Regions from separate parts of the Macaca mulatta genome. Here region 1 is linked to region 2. Evidence: chromatin contacts called from public Hi-C data. All regions are on one chromosome and are shown on one strand. Each heading gives the region's core, a stretch centred on a gene start, on an enhancer-like site or on the middle of the called end of the contact. The rest is flanking DNA. Distances are from core to core; before and after follow the strand shown.

The links. A called contact is a pair of places that touch in the nucleus more often than the background predicts.
Region 1: a Hi-C map of fetal cortical plate shows a contact between it and region 2, with 3 times the contacts expected there. The contact joins the enhancer-like site here to the promoter of FAM241B in region 2. A contact is called at or near these places in 2 of 14 Hi-C or Micro-C datasets (fetal cortex germinal zone and fetal cortical plate).

What each region holds. Positions count from the first base shown.
Region 1 is chr9:80,396,156-80,403,185 of T2T-MMU8v2.0, reverse strand. HKDC1 (hexokinase domain containing 1) reads left to right here. Exons shown (of 17, transcript XM_028826569.2): 5 at 363-458; 6 at 1,963-2,062; 7 at 4,474-4,657. Among named protein-coding and RNA genes, the nearest start is that of HKDC1, 22 kb to the left of the region's middle. Within about 2 kb of position 3,250, at least 11 of the 40 cell types and tissues checked have an H3K27ac peak or open chromatin away from gene starts, as enhancers often do. A contact at or near this core is called in fetal cortex germinal zone and fetal cortical plate, where this site is marked.
Region 2 is chr9:79,997,353-80,005,298 of T2T-MMU8v2.0, reverse strand. FAM241B (family with sequence similarity 241 member B) reads left to right here and starts at 5,359. Exons shown (of 3, transcript NM_001194460.1): 1 at 5,359-5,423; 2 at 5,585-5,715; 3 at 6,667-7,123. The coding sequence starts at 5,620. The coding sequence ends at 6,936.

The DNA.
Region 1 (7,030 bases), core at 2,001-4,500, 400 kb before region 2:
TTTTCATTAGAGCATTCCTTTGAGAGAGGTAGGGAGGTACATTTCCATTTTGCAGAGGTGTAGACTGAGGCTCAGAGAGGTTAAACGGCTTGTCTAATGTCTCATGAATCCAAGAGCTCTAACTTTTCAATAATTACTCCTTCTGCTACCATATATTTCAAACCACTCAGATGAGAGTAATACAGTCATTTAAATTATTAGAAAAGGCTGCAGAAGTGATGTTTTAAAAAATTGGGGGGATTCAGTTTAGAGAAGAGAAGGCCATGGGGGATGCATGTAGGCATGAAGTTTCTGCAGCTCAGTTGCACATTGCGCATCTCAGCACCTCTTTCATTTAAACTGGACCTGAAATCTTCTCCCAGGGTGTCCTGCTTTCATGGACAAAGAAGTTTAAGGCACGAGGAGTTCAGGACACGGATGTGGTGAGCCGTCTGACCAAAGCCATGAGGAGACACAAGGTGAGGAATTCACCTCCGTGTGAGAGGCTCTCCCAGCCCTAGTTCCTTTCTCTTGGGTTGGAGGGGGTGGGGGTGGGGTGAAGGGTCACATATGGTGCCTGCCTGGAGGGAGAATCAGAGAAGGAATTGATCTTAGAAAAAGTCCTACTGTAGTACAGATGTGGCCAACTTGGATGAACCCACAGAGCCTTGGTAGGCGGGGCTTGCACAAATCCCTATTGAAAGGTGGCCAGCTCATCCCTGGGCCTCCCCAGCAGCCACAGCCCTCTTCCGGAGGTCTTGGTTAGATCTAATGCTGTGTGTAGGCCCTGCACGCCCTCCTCTCTGAGGCCAAAAAGATCATATTCTTTCCAGGCTGGTTCTGTATTTCACTGTCCACTCTTTGTCCATTAAATATCCCTATTTGTTGAATGTATTTTACAATAATTTAAACTACTGCAAAAGCAAGACCCACTCCTTGCTGAGCTGAAAAGTACACAAACCCAAATTGCTTGTTACCCTGACAGCAAGAGGCATGTTTTGCTGCATAGCCTTCCAGTCTTTTTTTCTTTAAAGCTGGGATCTTATTCTTTTATAGCCTGCATTTTCCCTTATGGGTTTCATTTTGCTTTTTTTTTTTTTTTTTTTTTTTTTTAGCGATGAGGTCCTGCTGTGTTGCCCAGGCTGGTAGTGCCTGGCACTCCATCCTCAAATTCCTAGGCTCCAGTGATCCTCCCACCTCAGCCTCCTGCATAGCTGGGACTATAGGCAAAAGCCACATGCCTGGCTCTCATTTTATTTTAAAATGTTCTTCCAAACTTTGGGGGATATTGGTGCAATAAGCCAAGCCGACTTGGCAGAACAGGAAATCCAGACAGGAAGTCACCAAGCCACACATAGGGAGGACATGGCCGAGTCTGTGCCTGCTGGCTGAGATGTCCCCGTGGGTGAGGACTTTGGTGTTTTCTCCTGGAAATGCCACTGCTCCCAGGATAAACATGCTTTCCTCGATGTCTTCTCAGGGTCCCACAAACAAAGGCTGAAACCTGGGTGTGATGTGTGCCTGTAGTCTCAGCTACTCGGGAGGCTGAGGCAGGAGGATCACTTGAGCCCAGGAGTTTGAGGCTGTGGTGTGCTGTGTTTGTACCTGTGAACAGCCATCACACTCTATCCTGGGCAACATAATGAGACCCTATCTGTAGATTAAAAACTAAAATTTTTTAAATTAAAAAAAAAAACAACAAAAAGCAAGGGCTGGAGTCTTAGTGGCCTGTCCCTCATATTTCCACTGCAGAGGCCTTCACTCGCAAAGCAGGAGGACGGGCTCCCGCTTCAGCTCCCGTCGGCTCTTTCTCTCTCCTAGACCCTGAACCTTGATGAGGTCTTCCTCCTTCAGACAGGCCTAGCAGGCAGGATCTAGGGATGTCTCAGCAGCCACCTTCCCTGCCCGCTGCCTCTGTGGGGAAGGAGGGAGGGAAACACCTCCTTCCCACCCGCTGATGCCCTCTGGCCTTGTGTTCGGCAGGACATGGACGTGGACATCCTGGCCGTGGTCAATGACACCGTGGGGACCATGATGACCTGTGCCTATGACGACCCCTACTGCGAAGTTGGTGTCATCATCGGTAACTCAGTTGGACTGGTGTTTTGAGGGTGGGGCAGAAGGGACTATTGGGGATGAGTGAATTCGGTGGGAAGGGCACTGACACTATTTAGGAGAAGCAACATAGGGACATGAAAAATTCATTCATTCACTCATCCATTCATCCATCATTCAGCAAGTGTTTACTGAGCACCCGCTGTGTGCCGGGCCCTGGGCTTGGCACTGGGTTCTGAGTGGGGAGTTCCTGTGCTCCGGGAACTTTCAGTGGGGAGGTGGGTGAGAGGCCCAGAGAGCCTAAACTATTAAGATAATTTCAAGTGGTGGTTAGCGTGATAAAAGAAAAAAAGACACCAAAGAGAGTGATGTGACTGTGAGTGAGATGAGGCGTCAGGGAAGCCTCTCTGAGGGATGGCATTTGAGCCGGGACCTCAGTGATGCAAACCAGGGGGCAAGGTAGAGGTCCGGGGATAAGGAGTCCCTGGCAAAGGAAAGAGGACACCCACAGGCTTGGAGACGGGAAGGGGTCCAGGGAGGGGGTCCTGGGGGAACCCAATAGCCAAGTGGTGTCTGGATGAGGTGAGTGAAGGCTGAGAGTCGGAGGCCATTCAAGTGAGAGGGAGTGCACAGACTGGGCAGATTGCACAGGATGTGGACACAGTCACTGTAAGGTCACCGGCTTATCCCCTGAGGGAGACTGGAAGGCACTGGGGAACTCTGCGGGGGGGGGATGGATAAATGGATGCCCATTTTATTTTTTTATTTGAGACGGAGTCTTGCTCTGTCGCCCAGGCTGGAGTGCAGTGGCGCAATCTTGGCTCACTGCAACCTCTGCCTCCCGGGCTCAAGCAATTCTCCTGCCTCAGCCTCTCGAGTAGCTGGGATTACAGGTGCCCACCACCACGTCTGGTTAATTTTTTGTATTTTTAGTAGAGATGGGGTTTCACTGTGTTGGCCAGAATGGTCTCAATCTCCTGACCTCAAGTGATTTCACCCACCTTGGTCTCCCAAAGTGCTGGGATTACAGCCATGAGCCACCACGCCAAGCCGGATGTGCATTTTTTAAAAGCCCATTTTGGCTGCTGTGTGGATAATCAATTACTGGGGACAAGAGTGGAAGCAGGGCGACCATCCAAGAGGCCACTGGACTGTCAGGCAAGGTGCACTGCAGCTCTGGACCGGGAGGTCGTGGTGCAGTGGGGGTGTCCAGTGGGTGGTCTCCACACCAGAGCCAGGGGATCTGCCGGAGGAATGTGTGGGAAGGCATTTGGGGTACAGTAAAGCTGAATGGCTCTGACTTATAGGTTGTTCTTGAATATCCCCCTCTCCTTTTCCCATTCCTTTACCCCTCCTGGGGAAAGTTCTTCTGAATTGCTTTTTCTTAATGTCCCTCAAGACCCTCCTCAGCCTGGCTTTCCCGAAGGGCAGGTCTTTAAAGCTGAGGGACATCTGCCCTTCTGTTTCCAGGAGCCTCGGGATGGATCAGGCCTTTGCCAGTCATGGCACCCGTCTGTCACTGTGGCTGCATCTGGTAACCACAGATTGGGGGGCCACGCCTAAACAGTGTCTGTGCATTTCTGAGAAAAGCTTTTTCCAAACATTACATTCTGTTTTTCTACATTTCTCATTTTCCATGTTGGCATTTAAAATACTCACACCAGAGTATCAGCCAAGGAAAGATACTAAAAAAAAGAAAAAAACCCCGAAAATTCAAATAGCTTTATTGAGGCATAAAAGTCCTCCAATTTTAGGTGTACGATTCAATGATTTGTAGTAAACATACAGTTTTGTAACCATCACCACAATCTGATTTTAGAACATTTTTATCCTCCCAAAAGAGTCCAAAAAGATGGTGCCCACTTGCAGTCATTCCCCAGCGCTCAAGTGTTTGAGGCATTTCCTTGGAGCGATTTTGTGTTTTGCATAACGGAGTGTTGCTTTCTTAGGTGGTAGCTAATCACTGTCTAAGATAAGCATGCAGCTTCTGCTAGAAACAATTTGTGGCACGCCATAAGTAAAGAATATTTTTAGTACCAAATAGAGAGGAAGCTAAGTAGCATAGGGAAAGAATTTTCAAAATTACCCTGGGTTGGTGATTTTCTGAAAAAAATATTTACAAGATTAGCTTCATATATCATCCTCTTGTAAGAGCGCTTCGTCAGCTTTCATCCATATTCATCAGGGGACTTCTTCACAATTGACTCCATTCAGAACCGCAAAGCCTGAGCACCCTGAGAAGTGCAGACTTGACATGTCAGCTGTTTTCCCCATGTGCTTGGGGCTTGCCCAAGCTGCTTCCCCCAGCGAGAGCCGGCCCCCAGGGCATGAAAAGCACTTTGTGGTACATTGAGGAGGACTCCCCAGCCGTCAAGAGTTCTCTGTCTGTGCCCAGCTGGGAGCCTTCTCTCTGCATATTCTCTCTGATCCCTGGTTCAGGAACAGGCACAAATGCGTGTTACATGGAGGACATGAGCAACATTGACCTGGTGGAGGGCGACGAGGGCAGGATGTGCATCAACACAGAGTGGGGGGCCTTCGGGGACGATGGGGCCCTGGAGGACATTCGCACCGAGTTCGACAGGGAGCTGGACCTCGGCTCTCTCAACCCGGGAAAGCAAATGTGAGTTCCATTCTGCTGTTATCTGGGCATCGGCATCAGGCAGGGCCCAATCACTCAGGTCCCCTGGCTGCCTGGGAGGCTCTCCAGCTGTGACTAGCTATCCATCACAACTTTCTTTCTTTTTTTTTTTTTTTTTGAGACGGGGTCTCACTCTCTAGCCCAGGCTAGAGTGCGGTGGCCCGATCTTGGCTCACTGCAACCTCCACCTTCCAGGCTCAAGCAATCCTCCCACCTCAGCGTCCAGAGGAGTTGGGACTACAGGCATGCGCCACCATGCCTGGCTGATTTTTGTATTTTTTGTGGAGTTGGGGTTTTGCCATGTTGGCTAGGCTGGTTTTGCACTCTTGAGCTCAGGCAATCCTCCTGCCTCAGACTCCCAAAGTGCTGGGATTACAGGCGTGAGCCACCATGCCCGGCCCCGTTACAACAAATTTCTAAGGCATTGCTTGTATTTCAGTTTCATTTGACAAATGAGGAAATAGGAGCCAAGGACATTGAAAGATTTCCCTAAGTCATAACCCTAATAACCCTAATTCTAATTCAGTCAGTATTTCTGGGTTACGTATGTGCATAAAAGGCACTGAAGATAAGAGCACTCGGACGTGTGGCCGCAGAACACACCTGGGCAGCGAGGAGAAGGCAGGCGCAGCCGAACTCCTTGTGTTCACATGTCTGCCGGCCGCCTTGCTTTCTCGGAGGCCTCATCACTCAGCAGGTGGGGGCTCTGGCAGGACCTTCCCTCCATGTTTGCTGTCCATTTTTATTTTGATGCTCAAATTGTTTCAGATTTGGGCAAAGGAAGCCCCTGAAGCTGGCTCCTGTGTCCTTTTGACATGTTCCATCACTCTTTAAATAATTCCTTATTTCCTGGCACTGTAAGATGTTCCCGGCTCATGTCACACTTTCCTAGCCCCAGCCCTGGAATCAGTCATTTTGTCAAGACATACGGGTGAATTTCAAGCACCTTCTAGGAGTGATTCAAACGCTAGAACTGCCCACCCAGGAAGCACATTCCTCTTTGGTGGCACCTACTTCAGGCACATGCCCATGCTCTAGTGACCCAGAGCAGTCATGTGCCAAGGATGTGGTGTCCATTTTTTGAATTTTATCATCTTCACCCATTTCCATTTTACTTAAATTCTATTCTTTCCAGGCCTGGTGGCTCATGCCTGTAATCCCAGCACTTTGGGAGGCTGAGGTGGGAGGACTGCTTTAGTCCTGGAGTTTGAGACCAGTTTGGGCAACATAGTGAGACCAGTCTCTACAAAAATAAAAATTAAAAAAAAAATTAGGCCGGGTGCAGTGGCTCAAGCCTGTAATCCCAGCACTTTGGGAGGCCGAGACGGGTGGATCACGAGGTCAGGAGATCGAGACCATCCTGGCTAACACGGTGAAACCCCGTCTCTACTAAAAAACACAAAAAACTAGCCGGGCGAGGTGGCAGCGCCTGTAGTCCCAGCTACTCGGGAGGCTGAGGCAGGAGAATGGCGTGAACCCGGGAGGCGGAGCTTGCAGTGAGCTGAGATCCGGCCACTGCACTCCAGCCTGGGCGACAGAGCGAGACTCCGTCTCAAAAAAAAAAAAAAAAAAAAAAAAAAAAAATCAGGTGTGATGACAGATGCCTGTAGTTCCAACCGCTCAGGAGACTGAGGTGGAAGGATCACTTGAGCCTGGGAAGGTCCAGGGTGCAGTGAGCCGTGATTATACCATTGCACTCCAGCCTGGGCAACAGAGCAAGACCCTGTCTCAAAAAATATGTATATATATTATATTCCTTAACATCCACCCTAAATTTCTTTTGATTGTCTTCTGTTTTTTTAATGTTCAAATACTTTTTTTTTTTTTTTTTGAGATGGAGTCTCACTCTGTCACCCAGGCTAGAGTGCTGTCGTGCAATCTTGGCTCACTGCTACCTCTGCCTTCCGGGTTCAAGCAATTCTCCTGCCTCAACCTCCTGAGTAGCTGGGATTACAGGCATGCGCCACCATGCCTGGCTAATTTTTTTGTATTTTTAGTAGAGACGGGGTTTCACCATATTGGCCAGGCTCGTCTTGAACTCTTGACCTTGTGATCCACCCACCTCAGCCTCCCAAAGGGCTGGAATTACAGGCGTGAGCCACTGCACCTGGCCTGTTCTAAGACTTTTTATAATGAACTATATAAGGTAGATTATGACATAGATTGTTCTTGATTTTGGGTCTTATTGTGTTTGGAAAATAAGCATTATATTTAGGCCTGGTCCGGTGGCTCTCATCTGTAATTCCAGGGATTCGGGAGGCCACAGCAGGAGAAACACTTGAGGCCAAGAGTTTAAGATGAGCCTGGGCAACATAATGAGACCCTGCCTCTACAAAAATAAAAAAATTAGCCAGG
Region 2 (7,946 bases), core at 4,110-6,609:
CAAGCCTGTAATCCCAGCACTTTGGGAGGCCGAGACGGGCGGATCACGAGGTCAGGAGATCTAGACCATCCTGGCTAACACGGTGAAACCCCGTCTCTACTTAAAAAAATACAAAAAACTAGCCGGGCGAGGTGGCGGGTGCCTGTAGTCCCAGCTACTCGGGAGGCTGAGGCAGGAGAATGGCGTAAACCTGGGAGGCGGAGCTTACAGTGAGCTGAGATCCGGCCACTGCACTCCAGCTCGGGTGACAGAGCGAGACTCCGTCTCAAAAAAAAAAAAAAAAAAAAAAAAGAACTTAGAAGAGCAAAATAAGCCCAAAGCAAGCAGAAGGAAAGAAATAATAAAGGTAAGAGCAGCAATCAATGAAATTGAAAACAGGAAAATAAAAACAGAAGAATCAGTGAAGCAGCGCTGGTTCTTTGAAAATATCAGTCAATAAGATTGACAAACCTCTAGCAAAAGTGAAAGACAAAAGATAGAAGACACAAGTACCAATATCTGGAATGACATAGGGCTATCACTGCAGACTCTGCAGCCTTCCTGCCCTGTAGCCATGTGACTCGTTCTTCACAATGGAATGTGAGGGAAGTAATATGTGCTACATCTATCATACTTTCTTTAAAAGAAATCACTAGCCCTCCATTTCTTCTTTCTCACCTTTCCATGAGCTGCATATGGCGAAGAAGTTGGTGAGGCAGTTTTGACCATGCAAATAAGGATGGCATCCCAGGGTGTAGGGGAGCAATAAGCTATAAAGAGTGGGTGTCCTTGGATAGCCTTGTGAAGCAGAGCTGCCCATCTACTTGACTGAGTCACTGTATATTTAATTCTTTTTGTTCTAGCAGCATAGTCTGTACTCAAGCTAATATATTATACCTAAGTGGGTTTATGTATTAGGGGACTTACATACTTACATATAACCAAGATATTGTGGGGCCACTCCAGTCTTCTGACCATGCAAGGTGTTTTCTGAGGCCTCTATCAATCCTCTGGTCCCCCATCATCTGTCCATGGATGAAGGCCATCACTGCACCACCCTTCATACCTGTCTACCTGACCCTTTCAAGTCTGGCAATTTTCCCACTATTCCCTTGTCACTGCTGGAGCACAAGAATCCTTTCACCACACCTCAGCCACAATGGACCCAAGGATTTCCACAAGGCCATATAAGGCCCTACCTGTCATACTCACTATCTGGCAGCCTCATGCCCACCTTTGAGATCTAGCACACAACACCTATGCTCCTATTATTTCCTCATCTCCCAGTGTTTCTCTGAAGAGGCCCCTGACATACTGTCTTCACAGGCCTATGGAGGCACCAACAGTGGGCACTGGCAGGCTAGTGCTGCTTTTCTCCCACACCATTATCTGAGTAATAAACACAGGCATAGTGTCTGCCAGAGTCGGGGAAAGAGACAAGGGGAAATAGCAGGAGAAAGAGATAGATAAATATATTTAATATGACATCACCATTATCAACATGCCGTTCTTTTTTCAAGGCAGAAAGAGTTGTTTTCACCTGCAGAGTCAGACAAGGGGCCAGAGCACCTGACTTAAAAATTATGAATTCTGCTATGACCACATGTTGGGGTTAAGGCATGACCCAAAGCCCAATCTTGTGCTGATGGCATGGGGGAGGCGGGGGCACAATTGTAAAGAGGCTGCAGAGCTGAGATGAACTCAGGGCAGTCTGTTTGGTGGATGCACAAGCCTGGAATGCAGAGCCCAGGGACCTGCTTTCATTTGAACCCTGGCTCTGTTAGTGACCTTGGGATGGTCATCTACATTGTCTCTGAGCCTCAATTTTGCCTCGGTAAAAGGGGAACAATAATACCTACTCTTTCTATTTCATAATCCAAAAAAGAATGAAGTGGTCTCTGGGAAAACACTTCAGAAGTAAGGACTCTGCACACATTGGGTTTATTATTATTATTATTACATGAAACTATCACATTTGTGGATGAAGGGATTTAGATGTGGTGGAGCTGGCCTTCCAGCAGATATTCAGGCCCAAGCAAAGCAGGCCTTTGGGTGATCTACTCTGGGGAAAGCAAAGAGACCAGGTGGGCAGAGCTGAGGGAGGGAGGTGCTGAGAGTGTGCTGGGGCTAGAGATGGAGGGTTGTCAAAGCCTTGCCAATGAGTTGGGGGCTTGTTGGAGCAGACAGTAGGGACCATTGCAGGTTCTTGAGCAGTGGAGACATCTGAAGAAGGTGGAGAGATAGCAAAAGTGGCAGGTTACCTCCTTAGGCTGTTTTAGTTGGTAATAATAGGCTGTTTCTAAGTTCAGTCAAACACTATCACTCCCCATCCCAAAGCTGTTCTTGACTTCTCTGGAGGCACTTGCTTCTTCCTCTGGACTCTTATGGTTCTTTCCAGCTGGAGTGTATCTCTTTGGCAGCAGTTATACCAGCTCAAATCTTCCTGAAAACATCCATGATTTTCTGCCTGTATTCCCTGGTTGCTCAGCCCACAGAGGTTACCTCCTTCTTGGGGCTCCTGAGTTCTGTGACCTACTTATGGGGCTCTGTTCATGGAAGGCAGTGTCTCTTGGCCCTAGCTGCTCATTAGAAGACTGGGTTTTTAAAATGTCTCCATGCCCAGATTGTAACCCAGATCAACGACATTGTGATCTCTGGGGTGGGACCTAGGTATTGGGATGGTTTCTAAACATCTCAGGTAATTCCAATGTGCACATTGTGACTTGGGATCACAAGCCACCTGTGATAATCGGGCATCCTGCTTTATGATTACGGCTTTCATTCATGCACTTGGCATACCTGGAACACATTGGGATGCAGGGAGAAAGCACTAGGATTATAAATATAAGCCAAAATCCTATGCTTTTAAAATGTGCATGCTTTACAATTGACTTAATAGTAGAAGAGGTAATGATCATAACAGTCGGCAGCCCTTGAGCACTTACTGCGGCCAGGCTCTCATCCAAGCACTTGACACGAAAGTGCCAGAAAGCAGTCACACCAACATTTAAACACAGGATGACTCCAGCAGCCACCTTTTATCCATCATGCCAATCTGTTCTCAAAGTACGCATGTGTAATTTAGAAACAAACAAAAATCATAACATATAAAAAAGATACAGATACCAGGGTGACCCGTAAAACGTTTTTTTGCTGATAAGGTTTCATGATCAAATAATCAGACTACGGTGGCCGACTATGAGTCCTCCAGACCAGGTCTAAATCTCTCTCTTATTTTTGTTCCTTCTGCCCAGCAGCTAGCAGAATCGGGGTTCTAATAAATGCTCAATAAATATCTGCCCACTCCCAGAAACATTTATTAAATGATAATCACAGCTAACGTTTATCAACATTACCAGTGTGCCAGAGACATCATACTTAATCTTCACAGAGGTCCTGTAAGGCTATGATTACACCTGTTTTGCAACACTGAGCAGCTAAGTAACTTGCCAGAGTTCAGAACCTGAACCGAGACTGTGGGACTGCACAGTTCATTCTCCCTCACTGGTGAGCAGGTCCACAGGGAACAGCTTATGAAGGTGGTGGGGGAGGGGTGGATTTTAAAACATCAGGAAAGAGGCAGAGGTAGATCATTCACTCCCCGCAGGTGGCTCCTTCTGCCAAGAGTGACCTTACCTATCCTTACCTACCCTCCTGTCCCAGCTCAAACGCATCTTCTCCTGGAAGGCTATAGAGGGGTCTGCCCCGTTCCTGCCTCATCTTCCCCGCTGAACTTGGAACTCCTCGAGGGCAGGGTTGGATCCTACTCAAGGGGCATCCACAGAGCTGGCTCAGCAAGCGTACACTGGTCATCTGAGACTGCGCCCGCCCTTCCTCCCAGGCCACTGCGCCTCCACCCCTTGGGTTTTTCCTCCGTGAACTCTGCTTCCTTTTCTTTCTTTTATCCCTCCTCCTTCTTCTCCTTCTTTTCCATGTGTCTTCTCCTCTCATCCTCTCTTCTCTCCATCCCCACCTCCCACTCCTTCCCACGCCCCACCTCCCCCAACCCCACCACCCCGCGCCGCCCCCAACCCTGGGCCGAGCAGGTGCAATTCCTCAGGCGGCCTACAGAGGGCGATGTGCGCCACCACTGGGCCGCGCCCCTCTGGCGCGCGCTTCCTGTGAGGTCAGGTGGGAGGAAACCGCCTGGAGCAGCTGGGAGTGGACGCCGCCGAGGCCGGGAGTCGCGCCTGCAGGTGAGTCGCCGCGCCGGGGAGGGAGCGCATCCCTCGCCGCAGCCTGGACCGGGACTTGGAGCCGGTGTCGGACTCCAGAGGCTGGGGTGGCGGCCTGGGCAGCGTCCCTCCCGCCCCCGGCCTGGAATGTCAGGTGCGCCGCGGGCCGGGCCCGCGGTTGGCCCACCCTGCGGGCCGCGCGATGACAAAGCACAAAGGGACTGCGTGCGACCACCATCTGCTCGGCTTGCGCCAGGGTCAGCGGGCTTTAGGAGGGGGACGCGCCTGGCCCGGGCTCCGGACTACGGGCGAGACAACAGGGGCTCCTGACCTTTTTTGGCATATATGTCACCAGTGCTATCTAGAACGTAGATGGACACTGAGGCTTATCTCCTGAGAACGAATGGCGTTTACCCAGACTCAAGGGGAGGAGTGGAGGGGCCCGCAGTCCAGGCGTCCGCGGAGTGGAGCCTTTCGAGAGTCACCGCAGCAACCCCCCTCCCATATTTTGGGAAGGCTGGGCGCTGGGCCCATTAGCCAAGGTTGGACTGGTGTTTCCTGCGAAGTGAGGGACAGGTGAGGGGCGTGCCCTCTGCAGCAAAGGTATGCTTTTCTGAGCCAGCCCAGAGGTGCATGGTGGCTAGTGTGGTCTGCCGCTACCAGGCAGTGGTTGTAAAGTAACCCCGAAGTGACCCCCATCTCCCTGGGTGTTCCTGGGGAAGGCCCAGGTGGTGACATTGACTCCCTGGGGGAGCAACACACTCGACCCATTTTTTAGTGGAAGGGAAGTGGAACCCCATTGGGGATCCTGGTGCCCTGGACTCCCAGTTTAGTACCCAGAGAGGGCCCTAGAACCAGAGCTTCTGGCCTCCTGTTCTTTCTCTGCTGCCCATAGGTGTGATCCCGGGCAGGCCACTTAAGTCTCCCTGTGCCTCTGCCTGTGACACAGTGGCCGCGCTAGTACCCTCCACGGGGGAGTGTTGTGAGGCTTGAGTGAGGTGAGCCTTGCAGGATGAACTTTCCACGGGGCGTGGGCCACAGCAGGGGCTCAGTCCCAGTTGTGCTGTTGGCAGTGTAGTGATTGGCAATAAAACTTCCTTTGCCAAGGATCCTTTTGATAGTTTTCCTGGTGGACTCCATGTCTGAAATCTTTTTGCCTGGCAAACACCTTGCCTTTATTTCTCCCCTTTTTGTGAATCAGACATAGCATCTGCTCAGCGTGGGTCACCGCTGTGAGCATCACTGACCGCAAGCCTCCCTCAATTTCTGGTAAATTTTTTCCTTCAGGCTTTTTGAGGTCAGGGGAAGAATCCTCCACGGATCTTCATGAGTCTGGTCCCAGATCACTAACAGTTAAAGGTTTTGTGGTGGGGAGAACTTCTGCGCCACTTGGCTTCCATTAGCCTACCCACCCTGACCACACAATGCAGGTGCAGCCCATCAGGGACCCAGAGCGCCTGGGAGGATGGTGCGGATCTTGGCCAATGGGGAAATCGTGCAGGATGACGACCCCCGAGTGAGGACCACTACCCAGCCACCAAGAGGTAGCACTCCTCGACAGGTAGGTACTCATTTCCTGTGGAGTGGGACAGATGACCTCCTGTGTACTGGCTTACTCCTAGCTTCCAGGAGTCTCTCTTGCTGGTCACTAACCTTTTCTAGCCTGAAACCCTTTTTGCAGAGCGCTGGGTAAGACTTCGGGAAGATGCAGTGGCTTATTGTCTACCTCCCCAGATCTCCTTTCTCCAGGCAGCCTCCCCAGACTTCACACCCAAGAGCTCTCTCTCCTTTAACTTGGTTAGCAAATCTCACTGGAGCTGGCGTCTTTCTTTTAAGAGTGAGTTACATGACAGAGAAGCTGGAGAGGAAGTAGAGGAGATGAGCCCTGGGCACAGAATAATTATTTTAAAGGAGTGGCTGGGCGCGGTGGCTCACACCTGTAATCCTAGCAGTTTGGGAGGCTGAGGTGGGCGGATCACGAGGTCAGGAGTTTGAGACCAGCCTGACCAACATGGTGAAACCCCGTCTCTACTAAAAAATACAAAATTAGCCAGGTGTGGTCATGCATGCCTGTAATCCCAGCTACTCAGGAGGCTGAGGCAGAAGAATTGCTTCAACCCGGGAGGCAGAGGTTGCAGTGAGTCGAGATCGTGCCATTGCGCTCCAGCCTGGGTGACAGAGTGAGACTCCATCTCAAAAAAAAGAAAGGAGTGATTATAAATATTAAAAATGCCGGCCCTAGAGCCATGCCCTGTAGTCCAACCTGCCTCAACCATTTCCTCTCTCCTTTGTCCTGGGCCTGATGTAAGGAATATAGACTGGCATGTTTTGTGCTCTGAAAGCTTGTGACTTGGTTGTTGGGATTCTTATGAGTGGCATGGGGGATTGCTGAGAAAGGAGGGTGTGACCCTGGGTGGCTGTAGGAAGGGCAGGACGCAGCCTAGAGAGGTTGCCTCTTGGCTGGTGCCTCAACCCAAGGATTCATTCATCTGTCTCTGTCTTCATGTTCTAGAGCTTCCTCAACAGGGGCCATGGTGCTCCCCCAGGAGGTCCTGGCCCCCGCCAGCAGCAGGCAGGTGCCAGGCTGGGTGCTGCTCAGTCCCCCTTCAATGACCTCAACCGGCAGCTGGTGAACATGGGCTTTCCGCAGTGGCATCTCGGCAACCATGCTGTGGAGCCGGTGACCTCCATCCTGCTCCTCTTCCTGCTCATGATGCTTGGTGTTCGTGGCCTCCTCCTGGTGGGCCTTGTCTACCTGGTGTCCCACCTGAGTCAGCGGTGACCTCTGGGGGCTGATGCGGGTGGGCCTGTTGAGAGGGACTTGCTGGGCCTTGGTGTGAGAGCAGGCATATTGGGAGGGGATCTGGTGGTGCCTCGAAAGTGTGATCAGAGAGGGGACCACAGGTGTGTGTTTCCCCTTGTGGTAAGCATGAGGCAGAGGGAGACGTTAGTCCAGCATTTCCAAAGTGTGGGTAGATCCCTTGGCTCCCCTGACATATTCTGAGGTGGAATGGGGCTTGCATTAAGTAGCACAAAATCAGAGCAAGAACGTGATGCCCTTCCCAGTTGTCTCAATCCCTTTATGCCGAGAAGATCTCAGCTGGATGCCAACATGTTCCGATGCCTGTGGAAGACTTGCCGACGTCTCCTCTGCCTAGGGAGCAGGACTTAGGCTTAGGGCAGGTGGGGAAAATTCCAGACTTTTATAGCACTGTTTTTGTTTTAATGGTATATTTTTATTGGCTACCTATTGTTTAGGACAGGTGGTACTGGCATTCTATTTATTGTGACATTTTCAATAAATAGATTTAAGTAAAAATGACTCCATATAAAGAAATGTATAAATAACTGTACACCTGCACGCAGATCTGGAAAACATGGTAAAGAGGGATTGGGTTTGGGGAACGGGCAGCAGCAAGCATTTGACCTCACAGGGTGGTTTCTAAGATTTTCTCAGTAGGATCGTAGAACTAGGAGAGAAAGTCTAGATGAGATCTGGCTTGGACCCCTTGCCTGATGTGTGGATAACTTCCAGCCTCACTCTGAGATGCCAGACATCATGGTCAGCTTTGTGGGGAGGGTTCCTGTGGCCAGAATGACTGGTGAGGCTGCAGGGTCGGGAGAGCCGGGGTGCAGGTCCGAGGTCTCCCTTGCTTAAGGAGACCTTCCTGACCAGAGGCTACTCAGCCTCTTTCACCCTCCAGAGGCTCCCATTACCCCTGGCTGCAGCGCATTCTCCTTAGAAAACAGTGCATATGGAACGAGGATGCCCTGCTTCTCTGGAGAGGAGGC